Linked DNA regions of Zea mays: region 2 is linked to region 1. The links are chromatin contacts, called in public Hi-C maps. All regions are on one chromosome and are shown on one strand. Each heading gives the region's core, a stretch centred on a gene start, on an enhancer-like site or on the middle of the called end of the contact. The rest is flanking DNA. Distances are from core to core; before and after follow the strand shown. Region 1 holds the start of LOC100282593 (inorganic phosphate cotransporter). Region 2 holds the start of LOC103626058.

Region 1 (4,737 bases), core at 957-3,456:
CGAGTGCTCCCGTTGTAGGGCGTTTGAATATACTTAATAACAGTGCCTTCCATGCTGACACAGGAGCACCCCAGCCTATCAAAGAGCGAGAAGAAGAAACTGTGCGGGCTGATGGACTGCAAGCAGCTGTCGCAGGACGCGTGCATGCACGCCGTGCAGAACGAGCGTCTCCCCCTACGCGTGGTCGTGCAGGTTCTCTTCTTCGAGCAAGTCCGGGCATCGTCGTCGGTTGCTTCTGCAAGGAGCGACGCTAATTCGACGTCGGGGCTCCCGTCTGCCGTTCGCTCGCTTCTTCCCAGAGAGAACGGCAACTCCATTGGCAGCTCCAGGTCAGCCGCGACGACGATGACGACGGAGGAAGAGGAGAGTGGGGTCCCGACGTCGAGCGACATCAACTCTCTGAGGTCGATGAGGCTGGCCAACAACAGCGGTGGGAGCGAGAGGAGCAGCGGCAGCAGTGACGTGAACAACAAGAGCAGCGACGACAGGAGCGCCGCCGCCACGGGGAAGGCGAAGGGGACGATGCTGATGCCGAAGAAGATGCTGAGCAAGCTCTGGTCCGGGAAAACGAACGCCGGCGAGAGCAGCAGCTCGGACACGTCGGATAGCCCTGGGTCCGCCAACCCGGAGGAGGCGAAGTCCACGCAGTCGCGGATCACATGGCGCTCGGTATCCTAGTCGCGCGCGCGCGGCGGGGGTTCAGCGGGGTCACAAGCTCACAGCCTTAGTTTTGTTCTTGGTCTTGATTTTGCCTTCGCCTAGCGAGTACAGCAGTAGCGATCTCATAACATATGGAGTTACTGCTACTGGTTTCACTTGTCATGTCGCCGATGACGTTTTCTTTTTGGCATGGGATTGCTTGTAGCTGGAGTGGAGTAGGTTTGGTCATTGGTGATGTTTCCAGCGAAGTTCCATGGGATATTTATTATGTGACCTTTTTTTCATGGTAGGAATACAAAGAAAGTAGTACAGTCCGTTATAATTGATGTATTTTTTGCAGGCAAAAATAATCATAGTGTTTTAGTTTGCTTCTTACTGCTATATAACATCCGTTATACCTATACGTAGCAAATATTCGAGTGAAATGGTGTTAAACTGCTGAGGCTAGTGATCAGAGCTCTTGTTTTCTAATACGAACTGCAGCGTCTTGTTATGAGCTGTTTTTGGCAGTCCGTTAAATCATCGAGCCTTTGTTTGGATATTTTAGTATTTACCCCTAATCTTCCAACTCGTTTAGGTATTTTAGTATTCACCCCTAATCTTCTAATTCACTCGTATTAAGGTAGATTAAAGTGTAAATTAGTTTAATTTACAAGAAGCACGACGCTGCTACTAAGTACGGAGCGCTGAGCTAGTCGTCATGGCAGCCATTCCGTAAACCCTGCCATCCTAAGAGCTTGGGGGCGTCGTGCTTTGGCACATACGTGTCCCACGGCACGACGACGACTCGTGAGGGTTGGAAACTGACGACCTTCAAGTTGGCGTACGAGGAACCGGCGTTTCCAAGCAACTATTTGCTTGAAACCAAACAGACACACAATATCGTTTGATTCAATTTAATTTGACTACCTACTCAAGCGGTTAAAAACAATCTACCATAGTAATGACGGTGCCCAGGCTCCAATTGTGAGCTGACTCTGCCACTGTCTCAAAGCTATATCTTTCGCCACTTCAATGCCATCCGCTATCAGTTTTTGAATTTGAAACGCTTCAAAACCAATAAATCGACCCATAAGTCCGATAATAAAATATAAACTTTAGCAGGGCCTCCACTATAGCCAGGACACTCAAATCCTCCTTTCATGTGCTTCCTGGTGGGTGTCCCTCAACTGCCATAGTAGATACAGATGATGGAGGTGTTTCATTCAGCATTTTCAGCTTTTGGGCACCAAAACTGATGTGGTCCGTCAAACATTTAGCTTTTCACCATGTTTTGTCAGAATCACTTTGGTGAAAAACATACACAATCAACGTCAACACAGAATCAGGCAATGAGGCAAGTCATCGCGTTAGTAAAAATTCATCAATTTTTAGATCCTAAACTCTATAAACATCTTTCTCTTTCTCCGCACATAATCAATACTTATATTCTTCTCACAGTCAGATTTTTCCTACAACTAGATTGACAATTTTTATCAGTTTTCACCGCTTTATCGTGATAAATCGGTTACGGGTGGACGCCGGTTTTAACCCTTAAACCGGTGTTCTGAACCGCGCAACTTACTACCAGCATGTTAGTGTATAGTCTTTCTATTTTCTTTCTTCTCTCTCCTCAGTCTGTTCTTCCTACTCCCGATCCATTCGCAGAGGGCAGCAGCCACCTCCTCTCCCCGCGGCCGAGCTCGCGCCTCGCCCGCCGCCTGAACTCGTCTTGCCTGCGGCCGATCTCCCCCCTCCGTTCGCCGCGCCGCAACCCGGAGAGGAGACCGCGCTCGGTCGAGCACCCCCTGGGGCAGCGTCCTCGCGACCAGCTCCGGCGCGGCGTCCGCCCTCAGCAGCCCGGGTGTCCCCGGGAACGTCTCCGGCGCGGCCGGCACACAGCTCGACAGGTGTGTCTCCGTCCGTACAGCGCCACGATCTTCTCTCTCCTTCGTACGCCAACAGCTCGTCCCTCTCGATTCTGGTCCAGTTTCAGATCGGCCCTCGCACTAAAAATGTCATTACGCACCCAATCCGCTTGTCGTAATTCCTAGGTAAAACCGTGTGCCCAGACCCTAACATACTATTCGTAATCGGATCTGAATCTAATTACAAGTGTATATGCGTGCATTATGCCTACTAATTTCAATTGCTTTGCAAAAATCATCGAGTGTACATGTGTACACTACACCCATATCATATGCCCCTGATTACAAGTAGGTTATGTCTATAAACTTTGTTTACTTTTTGAAGAAATTATTGGATCCATTTCCTTTACTGGCTCTGCTCTTGAAATCGAGCTTAGGGCTAAGCGATGTTGCAATAAAAAAACTAGCACTTGGAAATTGGAATCCGAGTAAGATCTAGTTCGGACAGTGCAGTGGCAGATCATTTTCTCTTGCCAAGGTTTGTAATGTCTTATAGAAAAAGCTTGCTTTTCACTGCTTGGATTCTAGCAAGATCTGGCTTTCAAAGTTTAGACTTGTAGAGTGGCATGTTCAATCATTTTCTAGGAGCAACATTTGTTTTTTTCTCTAGAAGCCAAATCCAAGTTTACTTATGCAAGTTTTGTTTCCTCCCTGAAATCTCTGGGGTGTAGAGGTTGTGACAGGTTTTATGCCTTTATATCACTCTTAAAAAAAGTCAAGCATGCTCAAATCTTGTGCATAGTTTCAACTGTTCTTTTAGTTGTTCAGCTAAGTTGAAGTATCCATTTGGAGTTCTGATGTTTCTATATGTTGCTCCTTTGTTGTTTTTTGACAGGCTTTTCAGTTCAGTGCAGTGTACCAAGATTCTCTGTTAATTTGTGTATGAGATCAGTTAACTGATAAAGACATGTGAAGAACCAGTGATCAGTAATCTGTACGCTTCAGATTGTAGTATCCTTGAGATGGATGGAAGAGAATCAGGCTTATGGTAAATCCTGGTGAATATTCATGGGAGGTCAGCAAGTTCTGGCCTGACTAAGACTAGTAAAAATACGGTGCTTCATCTCAGATCATCAATGGTGAGAATGAGGTTCCCGAAACGTTATATAATAGTATTGTTGACATTCATCTGCACAAATGTTTGCTACATTGAGCGTGTGGGTTTCTCAATTACCTATACTGTTGCAGCTGATGCCATCGGTGTGAATCAAGCCAACAAGGGCATGATACTCTCTATGTTCTATTATGGTTATGTTTTATCACAGATTCCTGGTGGATGGGCAGCACAGAGAATAGGAGGTAGACGTGTCCTGCTACTGTCATTTGTATTGTGGTCAATGATATGTGGTTTAATTCCACTTGATCCCAACAGAGTAACCATTCTGGTCCTTTCTCGCCTATTCGTTGGTGTAGCACAAGGTTTCATATTTCCTGCCATTCACACTGTCCTGGCACAATGGGTGCCGCCGCAGGAGCGCTCTCGCTCAGTATCTCTTACTACCTCAGGGATGTATCTTGGTGCAGCCTGTGGCATGCTTTTCTTCCCAAGTCTGGTGAAGCACATGGGACCCCAGTCAGTTTTTTTTGTTGAAGCAGTGTTGGGAGCAGCATGGTCTGTAATATGGCTGAAATTTTCCAGTGACCCACCCCGTACTGATCTTCCAAAGGTATCAATGCCAAAAGTGCCATCTCGAGACATGATTAAGGCACAAGCAGGAGGGGTTGTGGCACCTCGCACGGTAAAGATCCCGTGGCGAAGGATAATATTCAGCCTACCTGTTTGGGCAATAGTTGTGAACAACTTCACGTTCCACTATGCCCTCTATGTTCTTATGAACTGGCTCCCTACCTATTTTGAGCTAGGCCTTAAGCTTAGCCTCCAGGATATGGGTTCCTCAAAGATGCTTCCCTATTTCAACATGTTCATTTTCTCCAATATCGGCGGTGTGGTTGCTGATCACTTGATTACAAGGAGGATTCTATCTGTTACCAAGACAAGGAAGCTTCTGAACACCATCGGGTTCATCGTCTCAGCGTTTGCACTCATGGCCCTTCCTTTGTTCAGCACACCGTCAGGCACTGTAATGTGTTCAGCGATATCCCTCGGTTTTCTTGCTCTAGGAAGAGCAGGGTTTGCCGTGAACCATATGGATGTTGCTCCGAAGTTTGC
Region 2 (4,737 bases), core at 684-3,183, 160 kb after region 1:
GGCCGTTACTCCTAGGACCCCTAACTCACCGACCTTAGATACTCGTGCCATTCATAGCTTTGCCACCGTCAATCTAAACGGGATGCAACTAGTAACGCGTTGCCAACTTTTCCGGTTTATCTTTGGTGTTTGGGGTACCGATTCTATCCAATAATCATCACCACAACTGATTAAGTATAAACGATTCTTACCTTTTTTCTCGCAAATTCCAACTTACGTACTGAAACAAAACTTAATCAGTGCTAATAAATTATTTCAGCGGAACCCCCTCAGGAAAAAACTTGTCGATTTGAGACTACAACAGAACATCAATGCAAAAAAATCCTAGGGGTCGGCTAATTTTAAAAGCATAAACCGAATAGCGACTCAGCAAAAAAAACAAAGAACGTTCGAGGCCCGCCGCACAACGATGGAGGAGCTAACAAGACGTTTTGGCGGTGGCTCGGTGACGAGATGTCGACGTAAAAAGTGAAAGTGTTGTTAGATAACATTAAGGTTGTTCGGTACGAGCACTTGGGTCGACGACAAGCACTAGAAGGCCGGCCCACTGTTTTGCATCAGTAATGGGAAGAGTGAAAGCAAGTGTGGCTAGTGGGGGTTCCAAGGTAATGGTGTTAGTTGTAATGAGGTGTCAGTGGCAGTAGGTTGCTAGGACACGATACCGAGAGCGAGTTGGCAACGGACCGAGGGTCCACGTGTCAATGTTAGACAGACGTCAGGGTTAGTTGAAGGGTGAAAAGGCAAGCCCATTAAGGATAGTTCGAATAGACCTGGTGAAGCCCCAAAGCAATAACAGTTCAAATATATGTCCTTCCTCTAATGGTCTACATTTCTCATCTCATATTGGTTGCCATAGAGGTGGCCAACCCTGAGTGCCAGCAATTCACAAGCTCACTGGTGGAGGGTGAGGGGATTCACTACGATTCCAAATTAGGTATAAGTAACGAGCCCTCCAGGCATTCATGCCCTGATATGTGTCTCACGTGTCATATCCATCCCGCGGTATGTGTGGCATGCAACAAATAGTGCATTGCTACCTTTTTAGTTTCGTGGTGGTGTTGTATGGATACCGTTTCAATCCACAAATCATAATCTAAATTTATTGATTCTCAACATTAATTCGTTACCTTTGTCGCTCGCAAATACTATATCATGTGCAACAAGTAGACTCGTATCTCTCAAGTTTTCATGGAGTGTAGATGTTGGTTTTTATCCACATGTCATCTTATCGGCACATTACTTGGTCGATGGCCGTTACTCCTGGGACCCCTAACTCACCGACCTCAGATACTCCGTACTCGTGCCGTTCAGAGCGTTGCTACCGTCGATCGAAACGGCGTGCAACTAGTAACGCGTTGCCAACTTTTCTGGTTTATCGATCTATGTTGTTTGGGGTACCGATTCTATCCAATAATCATCACCACAGCTGATCAAGTATAAACGGTTCTTACCATTTTCATGCACGGATAATATGTACTACACACTCGTTAGCATCATGGCTAGCTTCTAGGTTTGTTGTGGAGTGTGCATGTTGATCCTGTCCACCAATTCATCCCGTCAATGTATTGTTTGCCAATCATTATTGTGCCACATTTGAATACTAACCTTGAATAAGTGTGCCATTCAAAGAGTTATCACCCTAATACACATGCTATGCGACTAGTAGTGTATCGCTCACTTATTGGGCCCCCCAAAACCTTACTAAATATGTAGTAAAAGACTAAAAGCAAATGTAAATAAGTAGTAACCATACAATAGGAGAAGATGAGAAAAGTGCGCAGACAGGCCCTCAAAACCGGCGGCTACAGCAGCGACACTGACACTGACACCAGGGAGCGGTGAGCACACCTGGAGATGGTGACGGGAATCCGCAGCTGTATACTGCCTCCCTCCACTCGGCTATCACGCTTCCCAGCCTGCAAACCCCGTGCCCACAGCTCACCTTTTTCTCCTCTGCAGCCCACGCCTCCCGATAAATTCGCAACCCAGTCCCCCCCGTCGCTCTCATTCCTCTCGGCCACAACACTGCGCGCTCCGCAGACGCCCACCAAGCTTCCGCTATTCGCCAAAAGGTCCCCTTCTGCCCTCCGCCCTATCTATCCATGGAAAGGCGGCACGGCTTCTTCGCGGCGCTGCGGGAGGAGGTGGCGCGCGGGCTGTCGCCGGCGCGGGCGCGCCGCAAGCCGGACGCCACGGACCTGGCCGCCGCGCTCAGCTTCACCGGAGTGGCAGGCGCCGGCGAGATGCTGGCGCCGCTCATGGAGGGGCCCGATCCGGAGCCCAGCGACGACGGGGACGGCAGCGGCCGCCGAGGTGCCGCGCGCGGGAGGAAGGAAGGCTGGGGCCACTGGGTGCGCGTGCAGTTCGCGCGGGCCCCGTCCTCGGCGGTCGCGCTGCGCAGCGACATCAGGATGCTCCTCGGCGTTATGGCTGCGCCGCTCGCGCCGGTCCGCGTCTGCGCCGCCGAGCCACTCCCGCACCTCAGCGTCAAGGACACTCCCATCGTAAGCGCTTCTCTCGTCTCGTCACGCTGCTGCTGCTGTGTTTTTCTTCCTTTCCCCCCCTGCCCACTTGTTTGCTCCACGTTCCTTTGCAATCAACTGTTCGACGAAATGCCGGTGCCAAGGTTTTCATGGGTGTATGTATCCGAGTTTCCTTGAATTCGTGGGCCCTGTAGACTGTAAAAAGTTCGTTACTAGTGTTACAGTGCGGTAAAAGAGTTCGTTACTAGTGACTACAATGTCTGCATGTCTGGTCACCAGGATCTTTGACTGCTCTTTAGGACTGGTATATATGACTGATTGTTTTTTTCACCGCTGTTGCCTGGTAGTATGTGTTAATTCACTGTTTGCTGTTATATGCCAGATTTTTAATAAATTTATGATTTTTTTTTTGGGTGTGATGTGCTTGTCCACAGGAAACCTCGTCCGCGCAGTACATCCTGCAGCAGTACCTCGCGGCTTCCGGAGGGCACAAGCTCCTGGCCTCCCTGCGCAGCACCTACGCCATGGGCAAGGTACGCATGGTGGCCACCGAGTTCGAGACCGCCGGCCGTCTCACTAAGAACCGCAGCGCTGGACGCGGCGGCGAGCCTGGCCGCTTCGTGCTGTGGCAGATGGCCCCTGAGATGTGGTACATCGAGCTGGCTGTCCGCGGGAGCAAGGTGCACGCGGGATGCAACGGCAAGCTCGTGTGGCGGCACACACCATGGCTCGGTGCCCATTCTGCCAAGGGCCCTGTTCGTCCGCTTCGCCGTGCCCTTCAGGTATGGCTGTTGCTGTCCATGTCCCTGTTTTGTTGGTTTTCAGTGCTAATTCAGCCACAGTCCCATAGAACATGGTTGTTCAGATTTACTCAGCTATATATATCCTGAGTGATGTTCTTTTGCAGGGCCTGGATCCGCTGACGGCGGCAAGCATGTTTGCTCGTGCGCGGTGCATCGGCGAGAGGAAGGTGAACGGGGAGGATTGCTTCATCCTGAAGCTGAGCACGGATCCTGAGATCCTCAAGGCACGCAGCGAGGGCCATGCAGAGATTATCAGGCACGTCACGTTCGGGTACTTCAGCCAGAGGACTGGTCTTCTTGTCCACATTGAGGATTCACATCTGACCCGAATTCAGTCGGCCGCGGGAGGGGACGCGGTCTACTGGGAGACCACCATCAGCTCGTCCATGGAGGACTACCGCCCAGTGGACGGTATAGTGGTGGCGCATTCTGGGCGCTCGGCCGTGACCCTGTTCCGGTTTGGTGAGGTTGCCATGAGCCACACCAAGACCCGGATGGAGGAGGTGTGGAGCATTGAAGAGGTAGCATTCAACGTTCCTGGGCTGTCCATGGACTGTTTCATCCCGCCCACCGACATCAAGTCTGGATCTGTTGGCGAGGCCATGGAGCTTGCTCATGGCGAGAGAAGCCGGGCCGGTCCTCCTCCCCCTCCCCCAGGCTGCCGCGCTAAAGTTGCCGCGCTGGGGAAGGCAGAAGAAGGTAAAGTGGCATGGGGCGGTGGAACCGTACTCGAGAATCAAAACTGATCCGCAGACTGTCCATAAACTTGGTTCTCACAGCCGCGCGGCTGCTGACCCTGTTTGGAGTCTAGTGTAGGAGAGAAACAAACGAGTGAAGGCTGAGAGAGGATTTGGAAGTTTGGTAAATCCAAATGCCTCCTCTGTATAGGAAGAAGCATGGGGGCATTCACATGGTCTTGCATATGATTGAAGCGGATCTGTGTGAAACATCCTCTCTCTCTCTCTCTCTCTGATCCCATCCAGAGAGACATGGTATGGTAGTAGGTAGGTAGCCTTGTTTCCTGCTTCAGGCTTTTCTTTCTTCTTTGTCTGTTCCTAGTGAAAGGAAACTTAGGGCATGTTTCTGCACTCCAGCCGCATGAGAAAGTCGTTGTGGTTGGTTCTCTTTTAGCTTATACTCCTAATTTGGTCGCTGCCACCAGCGAGGAAGAAGGGTTTCCTCACCAGCAAGGCAGGTGTTTTGGCCGTCATGGCTGGGCATCCGATTGGCGGCGTTCAGTGTGTTTGGCTTGCTGACGGATTGAGCCGAAGCTAACCTCTCAGTGAAGAGAGAGAGAGAGAGAGAGAGAGAGAGAGAGAGAGAGAGAGAGAGAGAGAGAGAGAGTAGAACATCTGAATGGTTTTTACTTGTGTTTTAGTACTGGGTAGAACCTGTTAGATGTTTGTTAGTAATTAGCAGTGTTTTTATTTAGCAAGTTGTTTTTTTTGTTC

What was found. A called contact is a pair of places that touch in the nucleus more often than the background predicts.
Region 2: a contact with region 1 is called in a Hi-C map of leaf, with 6 times the contacts expected there. The contact joins the promoter of LOC103626058 here to the promoter of LOC100282593 in region 1. A contact is called at or near these places in 3 of 25 Hi-C or Micro-C datasets (ear, leaf and tassel).

The regions. Positions count from the first base shown.
Region 1 is chr5:19,469,310-19,474,046 of Zm-B73-REFERENCE-NAM-5.0, forward strand. It overlaps LOC100282593 (inorganic phosphate cotransporter), which reads left to right and starts at 2,207. Exons shown (of 2, transcript NM_001155501.2): 1 at 2,207-2,549; 2 at 3,403-4,737. The coding sequence starts at 3,644. LOC100278373 reads left to right here. Exons shown (of 4, transcript NM_001291792.1): 4 at 64-984. The coding sequence ends at 678.
Region 2 is chr5:19,625,889-19,630,625 of Zm-B73-REFERENCE-NAM-5.0, forward strand. LOC103626058 reads left to right here and starts at 1,934. Exons shown (of 3, transcript XM_008646439.4): 1 at 1,934-2,504; 2 at 2,918-3,265; 3 at 3,391-4,737. The coding sequence starts at 2,103. The coding sequence ends at 4,032.